Linked DNA regions of Mus musculus: all the other regions are linked to region 1. A link is a contact called in public capture Hi-C and promoter capture Hi-C data. All regions are on one chromosome and are shown on one strand. Each heading gives the region's core, a stretch centred on a gene start, on an enhancer-like site or on the middle of the called end of the contact. The rest is flanking DNA. Distances are from core to core; before and after follow the strand shown. Region 1 holds the start of Enpep (glutamyl aminopeptidase). Region 2 holds the start of 6330410L21Rik (RIKEN cDNA 6330410L21 gene). Region 3 holds the start of Gar1 (GAR1 ribonucleoprotein).

Region 1 (4,585 bases), core at 422-2,921:
CGTCATATCTTTTGTAATTTTCGTTACGATTCTTCTCCAGTAAACTGCACGAAATAACAATTGACACTTAATGTAATTGTCATTGCAAATGAAATTGTCATCCCTTGTGAAATCACTGTGATATAGCCCCAAAACACCAGTAGTGAAATTTATCAAATACTTATATTCATAAACCTCTGAGGCACTTTGTGTGGATGTGTAGAGTCAGATGCAGTTGCGATTTATCCCGGTGTCATTAATAAATTCTCTACAACTGGCATTGTATTTACAATTATTCACTATTACTGAATTCTCTACAACTGGCATTGTATTTACAACTTCGAGTTGGTGATACATTTTCAAATTACAAGAAGGCAAAACATCTTACTTCTCAGATGAACAAGCAGAATTGAAAGCAAGGGCAGATAGGGATCAGACCCACAAAACACAAGAGATGGGAAGCAAAGAGAAAAGGCAAAAATAAACACTGCAGAAACTGGGTTCAGAGGAAGCACCACACAGCACTGTATTGCACCGCACACAGAACAACACAGCACAGCACCACACTGCATCACACCTCGTCCCACCACACACAGCATAACACAGCACCACACTGCACATAGTAGCACATACAGCTCAGCACCGCACCGCACCGCACACAGAACAAAACAACACAACACAACACAACACAACACAACACAACACAGCACAGCACCACACTGTATCACACCTCGTCCCACCACACACAGCATAACACAGCTCTGCACTACACACAGTAACACACACAGCACCACACAGCACATACCTGATTTGCCCGTCCTCCATGTAGGTGGTTTTGTAAAAACCCACAAGGGAACCGTTCAGCCAGCCTTTAAACTCCATGGTCAGCCGATAGACACTGTCCCCACTGGTGGCCGCAAGGTCTTCTGCAGCCTGGATCACCACGTACTCCTGCTTCTTATACTCGAAGCACCGTCGAATTGGTACCTGCTCCCCAGAGGGCCTCCTTAGCTCCGGCAGCTTGGTGATCTTGGTCTCCCTGATGTGGAGCCATAGGTCACGAGTGGGTTTGCTCAAGTTGACAGAGATGGTCACTATTCCCGTGTACCTGTCTTCCTCCATCAGGGCCTTCACCTCCAGGTCGTAGTGAACTGGATTGATGAAGTCAGGCAGCCTGAAGTTTTTCCATTCTCCGCTTTCATCTTCACTGTCAGGGCAGACATTCTGGTCCTGAGGAGGGAGGGCAGTGCTGGCTTCCGGAGGAGGTTGGGAAGGAGCTGGGGTTGTGTCCTGCTCACACGACCTGGTCAAACCCACAGAAAGTCCCACTATTAATCCAACTGCCACCACTACTCCACAGATGATGGCCACGTGTTTGCCTTTAATGCAGTATTTCTTGGAGGGCTCTTCCTCTGCAAAGTTCATTTTCTCCCCCGAAGTCAGATGTTACACATGAAAGGATGTTAAATTTAACTAACTTTCCTTGTCAGCTGACTTCCCTTTTCAATTGGAAGGCGTCCGATCCCTGGCAGCTTGGCTTCGCTTTCCCACACCTCTCCCTCTTCCCGGTCCTGCTCGTCCCCACCGGCCACTCCAGGATGAATGCGGAGACCAAGGAGTAGGATGGAGACGCAGAAGAGAAGCTGACTTGAAGGAGGAGGACTGATGAGAATGTTGGCTCAGCGCTATATAAACAGCGTCTCCCCAGGCCTGCCCCTTCTGAACTGGAGCGAGTTAAATATAAAACAGGGCTTGAGCTTATCGGCCAATACAGCAAAGGGGTGGGGGTTGGGAGAGGTGGAGATGTTGCCAAACCTCTGTCAGCTTCAGAGAAATCACTTGGCAAAGAGGTGTGCTTACGATAGAAAACGCAACCTTTGCCATCAGATCTAGGGCTTCTTCTTGCTGTGTGAGCAGCCGGGCTCTCTCAGCCAAAGGGCTTCTTAAATTTCACTATTTTATTAGGTTGCTTGCCAAAGAAGCTAAGCGTGATTTTTTTGTTGTTTTTTTTTTTTTTTTCTCCTCCTCTTTTCCTTCAAATTATGTAAACATTCCATTTCTGCCCTCTGCGGAAATCATATCTTAGAGTTCGATACTTGGAGGAGTTTCTAAGTTTAAGGATCATTTAGTCAGTCAGTGACAGAGTTACAGGACCAGGTAGTCCAAGGCAGGTAGATGGAAGGCAGAAGGGGAAATGCGAAGCAACTGGCCAGGTCAGGAAAGCCGAAAAAGGGGAAGGAGAGTGAGGGGGGGAGGGGGAACTTTGGAAAGTCTGAGAGTTTGTCCCAAAACGAGAGTATGCTCTGCAAACTTAGGAATAGTATGTCAGCTTTGGAGCAGATAGCAGCTGTAATGGCTGGCCCTACCAGAGAGCCATTAGCAATGATGTCATTGGTAGGGAGTGAAGGTATGCATAGAGGATTACAACTTCTTATGAGTAGCCAAGTTGCAAACACTAGCCATTGCTGACAATGGCAATGCAAACGTAATGTAGCTATGGAGGTTTTGAGAATTATATATAGTATTTTCTATAAGGTACTTTATAGAAACTAGCATACAAATTTTTTCCCACAATCCCATGCAATTGATTCTATTTGGCTGCCTGTTATAGAGATGGTGAAGGACACGCAGCTGGCAGTAGCAGAATTGGTGTCTGAGTTGAAGGGCCATGTAGTTACTGCACTGCACAGATTTTCTTATATAAAGAGAAGGAATATTCAAGATTAAATGATTATTAAAGGCTTAGCATTTTCCAAAGAGCAATTCCCATGGTCTAGGTAAGATAACATTAAAATCTCTGTCTGGGGAGATGGCTTAGTAAGTTTGTGCCTTGCAGCAGGCACGAAGGCCTGAGTTTGGTTACTAGTACCCACATTAAAAAAAAAAAAACAAACAAACGAACAAACAAACAAGCCCAAGTATAATGGTATAAAACTCGGAATGCCAGTGTTGGAGAGGTGTAGGCAACGGGATCATTGAAGCTCACCAACTCCTCAGCCTAGCCCACTTGGCGAGTTAAGAGCAAAGCCAAGATGGTTGTCTGTCTGAGGAATGGCAGCCAAGTTTGTCCATCCTCTGCCTCCACACACATGTAAATGCACACACATACACATACATACCACACACTCACACACACACAATTAGAATCTTCTCTATTGACCTCTTTTTCTTTCTTTCCAAAGTCTTCAAATCCTGACACTGTGAGCTTCCAAGAGAGAACACACACTACAGAATAACTTCCCAGTTTAGTTCATCTGTCAGTTCACTCCCCACACCTGTCTTAATCTTCTGGGTATTTTTTTTTTTTTTGGTGAGTTCTCTATTCGAATTTACTTTTATGTATATGAGTGCTTTGCCTGCATGCATGTCTGTGCACCATGTGTGTGCATGATGCCCAAAGAACCAGAAGCTGGTGTCAGATCCCCTGAGACTTGAGTTACAGACAGTTGGTAACCGCCATGTAGGTGCCAGAAAATGAAGGGTCCTCTGGAAAAGCAGCCAGTGCTCCTAACTGCTGAGCCATGTCTCCAGCCCCTGGCAAGATGTATTTTTGAAGAACTTGTGTTCTTCCATGGAACACATTCTGAGAAATGCTTCTTTAAACCGTTCTAAATTTCAAACTAAACAAACACTAGAAAGAAAAGAAACCCTTTAATGTCGACATAGCCCACTGATCTCTAACATCTGTGAGATTTTTCTCATGAAACAGCACTGAGGCAAAAATGGAAAGAGTTCTGTCTTCTAAATTACAGGTCCATTTGCAGCTATTGATTTCATATTCTGAAATATCCTAAACTTTTCAAGATCTTGCTTGTTTTGTTTTTCCTTTAGTAAATCACCGTTAGCCCCTGAGTTCTCCCTCCTCCTTTTTACTGTAAAGATCATCTGAGATTCCACCAGATGTCTGATAAGCAAGCCTTTTGAGGTATGTCTCCATAAACAAAAGGCAAAAGAGATGTCAAATTTTCTTCAACATGTTAAAAAAGGAGGGAAAAACTATTTGAAAGAATATATGTATTATAAAGTCAAACTAGATTTTTTTTTTTAATTTCAGGCCAGCTGACATATGCATTTCTGTAACCTCTACCCTGCCTGGATGCATAGACATAGGAGGGCTTCATCTATTCTCTGACCTATCAGACGTCATAGACCTTGCTGGGGGGAGTGCTGCAGGAGGACTGAGAACGGCCACTCGCACTGAAATACCGAAAGGAACTCATTATGTCAGTGTATTTCCTTTCCTAGAAGAAACGAAACACTTACATACATGGTGTGAATGTGAGTGTGTGTGTGTGTGTGTGTGTGTGTGTGTGTGTTGTGGAAAATTTCATGCCTAAGGTCCAGTTCTAGCCCAAATGTCTTCATTTAGTCAGGATGAACATATTAAGATTGCCTAATTGACAGAGGTAAAAAACGAATCTCTCCCGGGAGACAGCAGAGCAAGCGTGTGCCCTACACACACCTAGGCTCAACATGGCAGGGTGGCTTCCATGAGATCCCACTTATGGAATTCCCATTGCAGCACTGGACCATCGCCTGGTCCTTTCTCTCCCTGACAGTGGAATGCAGAGTATGCAGCAAGAGGCTTTCAACTAGGAAAACCCTT
Region 2 (4,767 bases), core at 207-2,706, 420 kb after region 1:
CAGGTTTAGAGGCCAGGCGGGAGCAGTTCCCTGTCCAACTGTCCTCCAGGGCAAAGAGCTCTAAAAGTTCAGAAGCCACTAGCTAACAGTGTTCCTCGACACTGATCTCAACTGCTTTTGCTTAAATAAAAGACAAGAAAGTGTTCGATTTCAAATCTGGTGAATGGAAGGAAAACCAAATCCTGTCTTTATCCCTTGCTTTGGCCGATTGGCATTTTTACACGAACAGCAACCTCAAGACTTTTTACCTGGATTTTGTTAGGCCACAAAGCATTGTTCTTGCCAGGTCAGGTTGGCCACGTAGGTGAACAGTCTCGATAACGAAGGCAAGAGGTACAAGCAGAATTTAAGTGGTGGAAAAAATAGACGATGTCACCATTATCTATTTACAGAGGAGAAAGAAATGCTATCTGCTGGAATGCAGGGGTGACAGGGTGTGACCTAGGCAGTTCTCCACTAACCCAAGATGCAGTGTGAATTAGAGGGCTTAAAGCAGTGACCTGCAGCAATGGGGAGCAATGAGGCTGAGGCACACTCTGAAGTCCACACCATGCCACTGCAGCATTCAAAATAAGGCAATTCAAGGAACTTTAGCCAAGGCACGGAATCAACCATTGGGCAAGAGATATTTCACGCTACTGCAGTCATCCCAATCATGATCCTGAGAAACAGGTATCGCTTCTCAGGGAGATTGTAAAATAACCCAACTATTAAGAAGACAACACAAACTTGAAACCGAGCTTTCTTGCTTCTAAAATCTAGTTCTTCCACACTGTGACACAATCTCCCCAAGTCATTATTTCTGTCAGAGCTTCCTGTGGATCTGATGCAAACTATCTCTGAAAAGCACTCAAGCCACCAGCCTGAGTGGGTAGAAACACAAGCCAGAGGAATTATACACTATTCCCAAGGACCAAGAACCATGCACACATCATCGTTGCTCCAGTTTCTTCCTCTTTTTAAGTTCTGCTCATGGGTCCATCTCTTCTAGCTACCAACTGTGTGATAGGCTCCCACCATTACCCCTCGCTAACCACACAGGTAGCAGGACCTGACTCTGATCACTCCCCAACTATTCCAGGGGCTCCTCCATCCAAGTAACATTCCAGTCCATGTGACACAACTGTGCCCAAAAGTTTTCTCTTCTGTCTCCAATAGCTAATGGCTCACAGGGGGGTCAGTTCTGTCTTGTTAACCCTTTTCTGACATTATTTTCTGAGTCTAAGCAAAGTGGAAGTGCCCTAGGTCCTGGGGATAGACATGGAATTAGTAGTCACTTCTTCAAATCTGGAGTTTTGCTCTGCGGTTGCAACTGATAGTTCCTGGTACCACTCCGAGCCTATGGGCATGCACACCCGATTTCCTTATGCGCAGCTCCTCTGAACGACTCTGGTTGGAGGTCCCCATAGCAGCTGCAGAGCTCTGGCACTCTCATTCCCATGATTCTCTTCTGTCTACCCTGCAGAGATTTCTCTTCTGAAAACACAGTATGTCCTTGTCAATCTACTTTATTGATTTGTTTGCTTGCTTGCTTGCTTGCTTGTTTGTTTGTTTAGGAACTCAGACCCTATCTTAACTGAGCAGGAGGATAAGAAATGAGTGAACCGTGGTGGTACGCACAGGTAATCCCAGCCCTGGGGGAAGCACAGCATGTCCCCGGACAGTCTGAGCTGCAGAGGGAGACGCTGTCTCAAACACACGAGTGAAAAAATGACAAGAAAGGATTTCCAGGACAGTGTGGACCCTTGCACAAATGAAGTAGCTTCCTCGCCAAAGCAGCAGGTTAGGGACTATCCCCTACCCCCAACCCCCAGCCCCGCCCCCACCCCACCCCCGCCCCCGCCCCACCAGGTTAAGAATCAACAGTGAGAAAATGTTTCCAAGTGTTAGGTGCCCTAGTGTGCAATCAGAACAATTCCTGATTCCTCTTGGAGAAAACGCTGTTTGTAGGAGCCCAGTGGAGGCTCATTTACTCCTTGTCACTTCTCAGCTTGCAGAGTCACGGTGCACCTGTTACTAAGAACCCAAGAGCGGGGTCAACGCTTCAGAGTAGGGAAGATCAGAGGCTGAACTTGACACTGGGCTTTGTTGGTTTTGTTTTTGTTTTGTTTAAAAAAAAAAAAACCCATTCATTGACTTTTGCCATTTTCTGCTATGAAGTAACCAGAAGGAAGACTTTTCAACAACAAGATCGGCTGCCACCATATGTTCCCCCAGTTTCTAATACAGAGCAGATCAGCTAGGTGTTACTATCTCCCCAGAATCAAGACTGAGGTTAAACAAACATTCAGCTGGTTTTAAGTGAGGCTTTGTCATGCACAGAACAGTGGAGAACGGTGACATTTCGTAATTGGTAGCATCAACCAACACACACACTTCAGAACACACAACTTAAGCAAACACGCACACCCAACGACAAACCAGGGGGGAAAGGCGCAGGTGTACAAGGTAGAGCGAGCAGACACCTAGAGGCATTGTCCCGGACAGGGTGGGCTCCTGTTCTTGGATTACTTACCGGCACAAGTCCCGCTTCTCTCGCTTCTCTCGAGAGGACCTGGCTGACAGTTCCCGGTCTGCCATGCTGTGACGCTGAGTATGCTAATCTTTAAAAACACCAGCAGGAAGGCGAGCAACAGCCAGGTTGGCCTTCGGCCCCAGGGCATCTTTTATTTAGCTGCCTTTCCAGGTCCTTCTGCACCTCTCGAGAGCCTCTGAGTGCAGCCGGAAAGGCTCCGGGAGAGTTCTTTGTCTCACTTTTTTTTTCCCTTTGGACAGCAATAAGAAGTACCTGACACCCGTATGACAAATTTCCCAGAGCCTAAGAGCCCTGCAAGGCCTGCAGGTGACTGATTTCTCCCTGAGACAGGCACAACCAGGCAAAGGATGAAAGAGAAACGAGACAGGAAAGAATTGATGGAAAGTTCCAAGCCCCACCGGGATGAGGGATGGTGCTAACAACGAAATATGCAGATAGGATTCCTTCCCTATATACAGATAGGAATCCCTTCTCCTTTTGGAACCCAGAGAGACTCTGCTCTCCTTTTTAAAGCTCTTCTGGCTCCACCTCCTCTTCTTTAGTGACACTTGAGCAAGCAGACAAGCCTCTTTGCAAACACCATGAGAGCAATTCCACCAGAGCAAGCAGGAAGGCAGGGCAGGGTGCCAGAGAGGAGATAGCTGCTACTCACTAAAAATATTCAGGGTAGAGAAGGGGGAAAGAGCAATTTGGGGGTGTGGCACAGCTAATGGTTCCAGGGACCTGCTGAGTACTGCTTATGTCTGAGGATCTTGAAGAACAGAGACAAAATTAAACCACACTTTTTAAATCAAAGGTGAGTAACACCATCAACAATTCAGACAATTTATCATCATTGATCATGAATGTGAGCGATGTCAAGGAGAGCTCGCTTTCAGCTCATTATTTGAAGGAAGTGTCAAGGGCGGCTCGCATGCCTGGAGCTTAATCTTAGTTCTCTCTCCTGTATATTTTATAGTGGAATTTGTAAGATTATTCTTTCCATACCAAAGGGAAATCCCTGTAGCCAAGTGAAGAGATACAATGTAGACAGATACTTTTTCTTTCAGCACTCCTGTAATAAAACATCACCGTGGGTCAGGAGAACAGGGAAAGGGGTGGAGTGTTATGACTGAGCTGTACTGGAAAAAGAATACAAGGGAATTGTGTCAAAGCTGGGAGCCCCAGGAAGCACAGTAGAGTGGAAATCCTCAGACAACTCGGGCCATCTATCACATCTCAGTGATAGAAAACAATTAAGTTGGCTCTCCACTGGCTGTCTCCTTCAGCACCTCTACACAGACCAAACCACTGCTCCTTCAGGAATATACATAGAATCCCCAAATACTCAGCTCTGGTCAGCCATTTCAGCAGACTTGATGAACAATGGGAATTCTGGTGGCTTACTTGGCTCTGGAGATGGGCTTTTCCTGAAGATGCCCTGAGGGTTCCGAATTCAAGTCAAGATGTGGCTCTAGCAATTAATTATCTCAAAAGCAAGACATGCACTAGTATAAAACCTTTGTAGAGAACAGAACAGCTTTGCCCACATTTAACTGGGTTCTGACTAATTTTCAAAGACAGAAGATTAAAATCATGCTTCTCAAATTCCAGTTCTTTATCTAGGCAGCTCTGACCCTGTGGAAGGAGAAACAAGCCCTAAAGGAGCAGCGGAAGACATGCAGATGAGTGTACACAACGTTTTATTGCTCTCTGGACTCACAGAGACTCAAGACTAAGAATGGAGGTTCTACAAATAACCTGTGCTGAGTGGTTTGTCACTAACATGGTCCGTGAACTTCCCCTTCAGCAAAACGCATTGGCTGGTATTGATGATGGTGACCAGTAAGGATGCTGGTTAGCAAGGGGAGATGGAACACAGTACAGCATGAAAGCAATTTAACGCGTTTGTAGAAACATATCCAGGATATAATCCAGAACCACGTTCTATTTGGATTTGGAAATAGTTATGTCATTTTTGGTTAGAACACATTTGTTTTAAGGATGGTGAGGTGGCTCAGGCAGGTCAAAGGAAGGGCTGCCAAGGCCAATGACCTGAGTTTAATTACTGGGACCTACATGGTGGAAGGAGAAGACGGACTCCTGTAAGTTGTCCTCTGATTTCCATTCACGCACAGGAAACATTCACCCACACACAGAGTACACACACACAATAATAGATAATTGCAACAAAAAAATTTAAACGTTTGTTTCCCCCATTACAAGTCACCTGCACTAATGTCATTGGTGTT
Region 3 (4,887 bases), core at 531-3,030, 500 kb after region 1:
CTGTAGTCCCAAGTTAGCATGCCACTACCAGGGGACCTAAAAGAGACTCCCCTTCTGTCTGTACACTGTAAAATGAGGCCAGTCACATCTAACTGCAGCCACACCTGATGCTAAAGCAACAGGAACAACAAACTAGGTGCTTACAATGGTGCTCACTCGCTGTCCACCAGTTACCCTGTCATGGCTGTTACAGCTGCATTCAATGCTACGTTCCATTGACTCTTCTTCCTCCCCAGCCTCAAATGTGAACCACTCTGGCTTTATTGATCCCTCCCTCCTTTCTCAGAACTCATCACCACTACCACTTCTTCACCAGTGATTATCCCTTCCTGGGAAGTGTGCAAACACAAGGCACCTCTGTTTCTGTAACCCAGGATTAATACCATTCGCCTACAAAACTAACTCCCCAACCTTAGCAACAACTAGAACCTTTTCTTCTCACTATCAGCCAAGTTCTACTTATATTTCTTTTGAAATCCCTTCTCCATCCGTGTGTCCAATGCACAGACTTCAGGCAGCATGGAACCCAGGGAACTATGAATGTGGCCCTACACAAGATAGTACACACACTTATTTACAACATGATTTTGCAGGGTGCAAGGGAATGAGTGTTCAAACTAGGCTGCATGGTTATGGAGTGTGAATTCTGTAGGTATTTTCTGGTAACTGAAAATATGAGCTACGAAAACTAAAAACTTGGCTTTGTGTTTCAACTATATCACTAAGGAATCATACTTAATCCTAAAAAGTGTTCTGCCCTTTAGAAGGAGCCAGGTACTCAATGTTGTCTAAGTCTCATCTTTTCAGTCCCAACTCAAGTTCACCTCCACACTGCATTTCGGTTCTCATGATCAGTCCCTTATACGTGTCAGGGCACTCAAGCGACTTGCCTTTCGGAGTCTTATCAACAAACGCACTAATAACTTAAACCGGATTCTATTCCCAATGCAAAGGAGGTTAAGCTCAGAAGACGACTTACAGACGACACGTTCTGGAGGCCCTTGATCTTGAAATTTATTAAAGCCTCCACGACCGCCCCCTCGTCCAAATCCTCCTCGGCCGCCGCCCCTGAAACTGCCGCCGCCGCCGCCGCCTCCGCCCCTGAAACTGCCGCCGCCGCCTCCGCCGCCCCCTCGGAAGTGGTTGTTGCTGCCGCCGCCACGGTTGAAGCCTCCGCCTCCACCACCGCGATTAAAGCCTCCGCGACCTCCGCCTCGGAAAGACATGCTCTCTCCGGCCTGGCGAAATAGACGGGCCGCTCCTCCCGGTCACCGCGGGTCGATCATTTATCTAAGTCCCCTCCGCCTCGCTCAGGCCACCAAGAAGGGGACAGCAGTAAACGCCGCCCTGCCACTCGCCCACACAGCCAAGTGGCGAGCGCAGAGAGAGCGGTGTCTTCGCCCCAGCCCCACGACCCGTGGCTCGCCACCGCATCCCATGCCTCTCCACCGCATCCCGCCCCGCGGGTGCCCTCACCCTCGCTCGCCCTCCGCCGCACTCACCGCGCCACGTGCGTCTCCAGCCTAGCCCGGCGCGCGCGCGCGGAGGGACACTTCCGGCGCGCTCAAACCTCCTCGGCCACCGTAGCCGTCCAATGTTACCAGACTAGAAATTGGAAGGGCTGGTTTGCAGGAAGGGCCCGTCACTACCGGACGCAGCGGTCCCAACGCCTTACCGAGTAGAGCACACAGCACCGGAAGAGAAACAATAGCGTCCAGCGTGACCCCCCCCCGCCCCCACCTCATCCACGCAAGGGCCACCGCGCTAGAGGTGGCGGAAGTGACGCAAAATCGCAGCGCCCTCCGTACGCGACGTTTCCGGAAGTGTGGCGGCGCGTTGCCCTTGGAAACGGAGTTGTTTGAGTCCTTCCGTGCTAACAGCTGGTGAGGCGTGTCGTCGCTGAAGCGTGCTGGCTGCAGTTGGTGCTACTCGCCGGGCTCTGTCACTTCTTGGGTTGCGAGAAGGTCCCGACCTGACTCTGCTCCACGGAGTGTTGGCCACTCAAGCGGTGCTCAGCCCAGGACGTCGGAACCTGTCACCGCCAACGGAGTTGCCTCTGTGTGTGTGTGTGTCCTGTTATTATTAAATACGAAAGGGTGTGTGTCGAAGTTGCCTGTGTGTCCGTGTTCTGTTATTATTAAATAGGAAAGGGTGTGTGTTTGTGTGTGAGATGACAGAAAGGCAACCATTTTTAAATATGGTCTCAATGTCTTCATCAAGTACGTTTTGAACTCCGAGAGACTATGCACCCATCTATAGATGACACCTCACCTCCCGTCTCCTTAACACTCTCATCTCCGACATCGGTTTCCTTACATCACTAAAACTTCACTCATCACAAAAGAAGTGACCTCTAGTTCTTAAATTTGGTTGACTTCTTTTGTATCTGTATTGTCTGAAACATCTCTTGGCATTTGACAATATCACCTTTTATTTGAAAGAAAGTAGAGACTGATCCGCATATCAGAGGATTATTGTGAATAGATTTTTGAAAGATCTTTGTAAAAGATATAGAAACATTAATAATTCCAGTATGCCAGTTACTCTAAACTGTAAACTTCTTGAAAAAGTACACACCAGTTCCAAATATTTTTAAAAATTGGGCAAATGTACTTTAAATTTAGATGTTATAACCATATATATCCAATTATATATTATATTTATAATATAATATATGTAATATAGAACATACAATTATAAAATACTGAATTATAATATATGTAATAATTACATATGTAATTTTACATGCATACACACCATATATATATATGTATACACACACACACACACACACACACATATAATCAGCACTATCCCTACCTCTATTCTAGGCTTGTGGCAATCTCTAATCAAACCTGATGGGTTTCTGTTGATTCCTGTGAAGTACCTTTGTACTGTCATAGCTGAGTTCAGCCTTTTGACACTGCTACCCTTTTTCATTGCCACTCCAAATCACTCAATATAGTCTAAGAATTCAGATGCTCAAACATCACAACAGGCAACATCTCCCATTCTGGGCCCCAGACTAAATAAATGCTTGTTGACTTAACTTCTTCCGTCTGTGCTGCATTTGATGATATAGTGAATCTAATACCATTGCTGTTTTGTATAGTCTCATACTCAGCTCCCCCATAGCCCTGCACTTTCCCTTAGCAGTGTGTCTAAAGCCGTTTACATGATTAGTAATCAGTATGTGCACTTACCATCCCTCTGCCCCATCAGGCTAGAATTGCTGCCTTGTTTTCTTTGTCTTTGTTAGACTCTTCCTCTCTCCTGAAATAGCTCCATTTTCCATCCACTAGAATAGCCCCATATTCTGACCATGGAGGAATGCTCTAAATAATTTTACTATTTACACAGCCCCTGCATAAAATTTACATACACACATATACATGCATGAATGTACACACTAGAACAATAAACTTTATATCACACAATAGTTGCGAAAGTTTTTTTAACTATGGCAAAATATACATAATATAAATCGTCATTATTCTTAAATTATTCCCTGCTATTAAGTTCATTCACACGGCTGTGCAATACAGTGCCCTTTTGAATAGAGAGTGATGTTTTCACTGTGAACCTATGGGGCTATGGAGATAGCTCAGTGGATAAGAATGCTTGCTATACAAGAAAGAAGGTCAAGGTTAAAATCTCCAGCATGCAAACAGAAGTTGAGCATTGCCCTGGATGCCTGTAACCCAAGTTTATCAAACTTTGAAAGTGAAACTTTCTTAGTTTTTCATATTCCATCATGAAAATTTCACTCTTTGTATTCTATCTCTGTCTTAAGTACTGGGATGAGTTTCTTTCTTTCATTTTCTTTTTAATACTTATCTTTAGTCATGTATAAATCTCTTTTTTTTTTTTTTGCTTTCTTCTATTTGTTCCTAAACTTACCAGTTCTACTCATTGGCTGGAGAGATGACTCAGTGGGTAAGTGTACTTGCTGCTTTTGCAAGTTGAGCTCCTAGTAACTACTTCAGGAGGTTCATGGTCATCAATAACTCTAGCTCCAGGGGATCCAATGCCCTTTTCTGAACTCCATGGGCACCTAAACACACATGACACAGACTTACACATAAATAAATAAAAATAAATCTTTTGTTGTTGTTGTTTTTCTGATACAGGGTTGCTCTGCATAGCCCAAGCTGTCCTGGAACTCACTCTGTAGACCAACCTGGCCTCAAACTCAGAAATGGGCCTGCCTCAACCTCCTAAATGCTAAGATTAAAGGCATAAGCCACCACCGCCCAGAAAATAAATCAATTTTTAAAAAGAAATTCTACTTATTACCGAAGGCTTAAAACTTGTTCAGTGATTTTTTTTAACAAATGAGAACCTTGATTCTAGTTTAGCAATAATTTAAAGCATAGTAATAAAAGTTAACTAGAATTATCTTCAGAAGAAAGGAAAATCATAAACATTTTGCACTCCCTGGGGGCAGTGTGCACTCCCTGGGGCAGTGTGCATTCCCTGGGGCAGTGTGCACTCCTTGGGGCAGTGTGTACTCCCTGGGGCAGTGTGCACTCCCTGGGGCAGTGTGCATTCCCTGGGTCAGTGTGCACTCCTTGGGGCAGTGTGTACTCCCTGGGGCAGTGTGCATTCACTGTCCCCTCAGTTCTTGTGTTGGTTAGGTTTTTTTGTCTGCATGACACAAGCCAGAGTCCCCTAAGAGAAGAAAAACTCAAATAAGAAAATGCTACTAACAAATTTGCCTTTTGCAAGCCTTTGGGGTATTTTCTTACTTGATGGTTTGTTGTTGACTTTGGCTACTTTGTGGGTTCTTCTTTCTTCCACCAATCTCCTCCCCTTTTCTTCTACCCTTTCAACTCCCTAACAGTAGGTAAGTGAGAGAAGAAGATAGAGAGGATAGGAAAGAGATCT

Evidence for each region. Capture Hi-C pulls out chosen DNA fragments and counts their contacts.
Region 2: a contact with region 1 is called in a capture Hi-C map of macrophages, with 2.5 times the contacts expected there. The contact joins the promoter of 6330410L21Rik here to the promoter of Enpep in region 1. A contact is called at or near these places in 13 of 39 promoter capture datasets (the 3T3-L1 cell line, cranial neural crest, embryonic stem cells and 6 more) and 4 of 9 other capture datasets (adipose tissue, embryonic stem cells, liver and 1 more).
Region 3: a contact with region 1 is called in a promoter capture Hi-C map of liver. The contact joins the promoter of Gar1 here to the promoter of Enpep in region 1. A contact is called at or near these places in 2 of 115 datasets of contacts at active chromatin or transcription factors (embryonic stem cells and extraembryonic endoderm stem cells) and 2 of 9 other capture datasets (adipose tissue and liver).

Annotation. Positions count from the first base shown.
Region 1 is chr3:129,331,078-129,335,662 of GRCm38.p6, forward strand. Enpep (glutamyl aminopeptidase) reads right to left here and starts at 1,672. Exons shown (of 20, transcript NM_007934.3): 1 at 785-1,672. The coding sequence starts at 1,404.
Region 2 is chr3:129,752,302-129,757,068 of GRCm38.p6, forward strand. 6330410L21Rik (RIKEN cDNA 6330410L21 gene) reads left to right here and starts at 1,457. Exons shown (of 5, transcript NR_040589.1): 1 at 1,457-1,622; 2 at 2,161-3,332; 3 at 4,130-4,288. It overlaps Egf (epidermal growth factor), which reads right to left and starts at 3,021. Exons shown (of 24, transcript NM_010113.4): 1 at 2,516-3,021. The coding sequence starts at 2,663.
Region 3 is chr3:129,829,616-129,834,502 of GRCm38.p6, forward strand. It overlaps Gar1 (GAR1 ribonucleoprotein), which reads right to left and starts at 1,781. Exons shown (of 7, transcript NM_026578.3): 1 at 1,503-1,781; 2 at 980-1,238. The coding sequence starts at 1,226.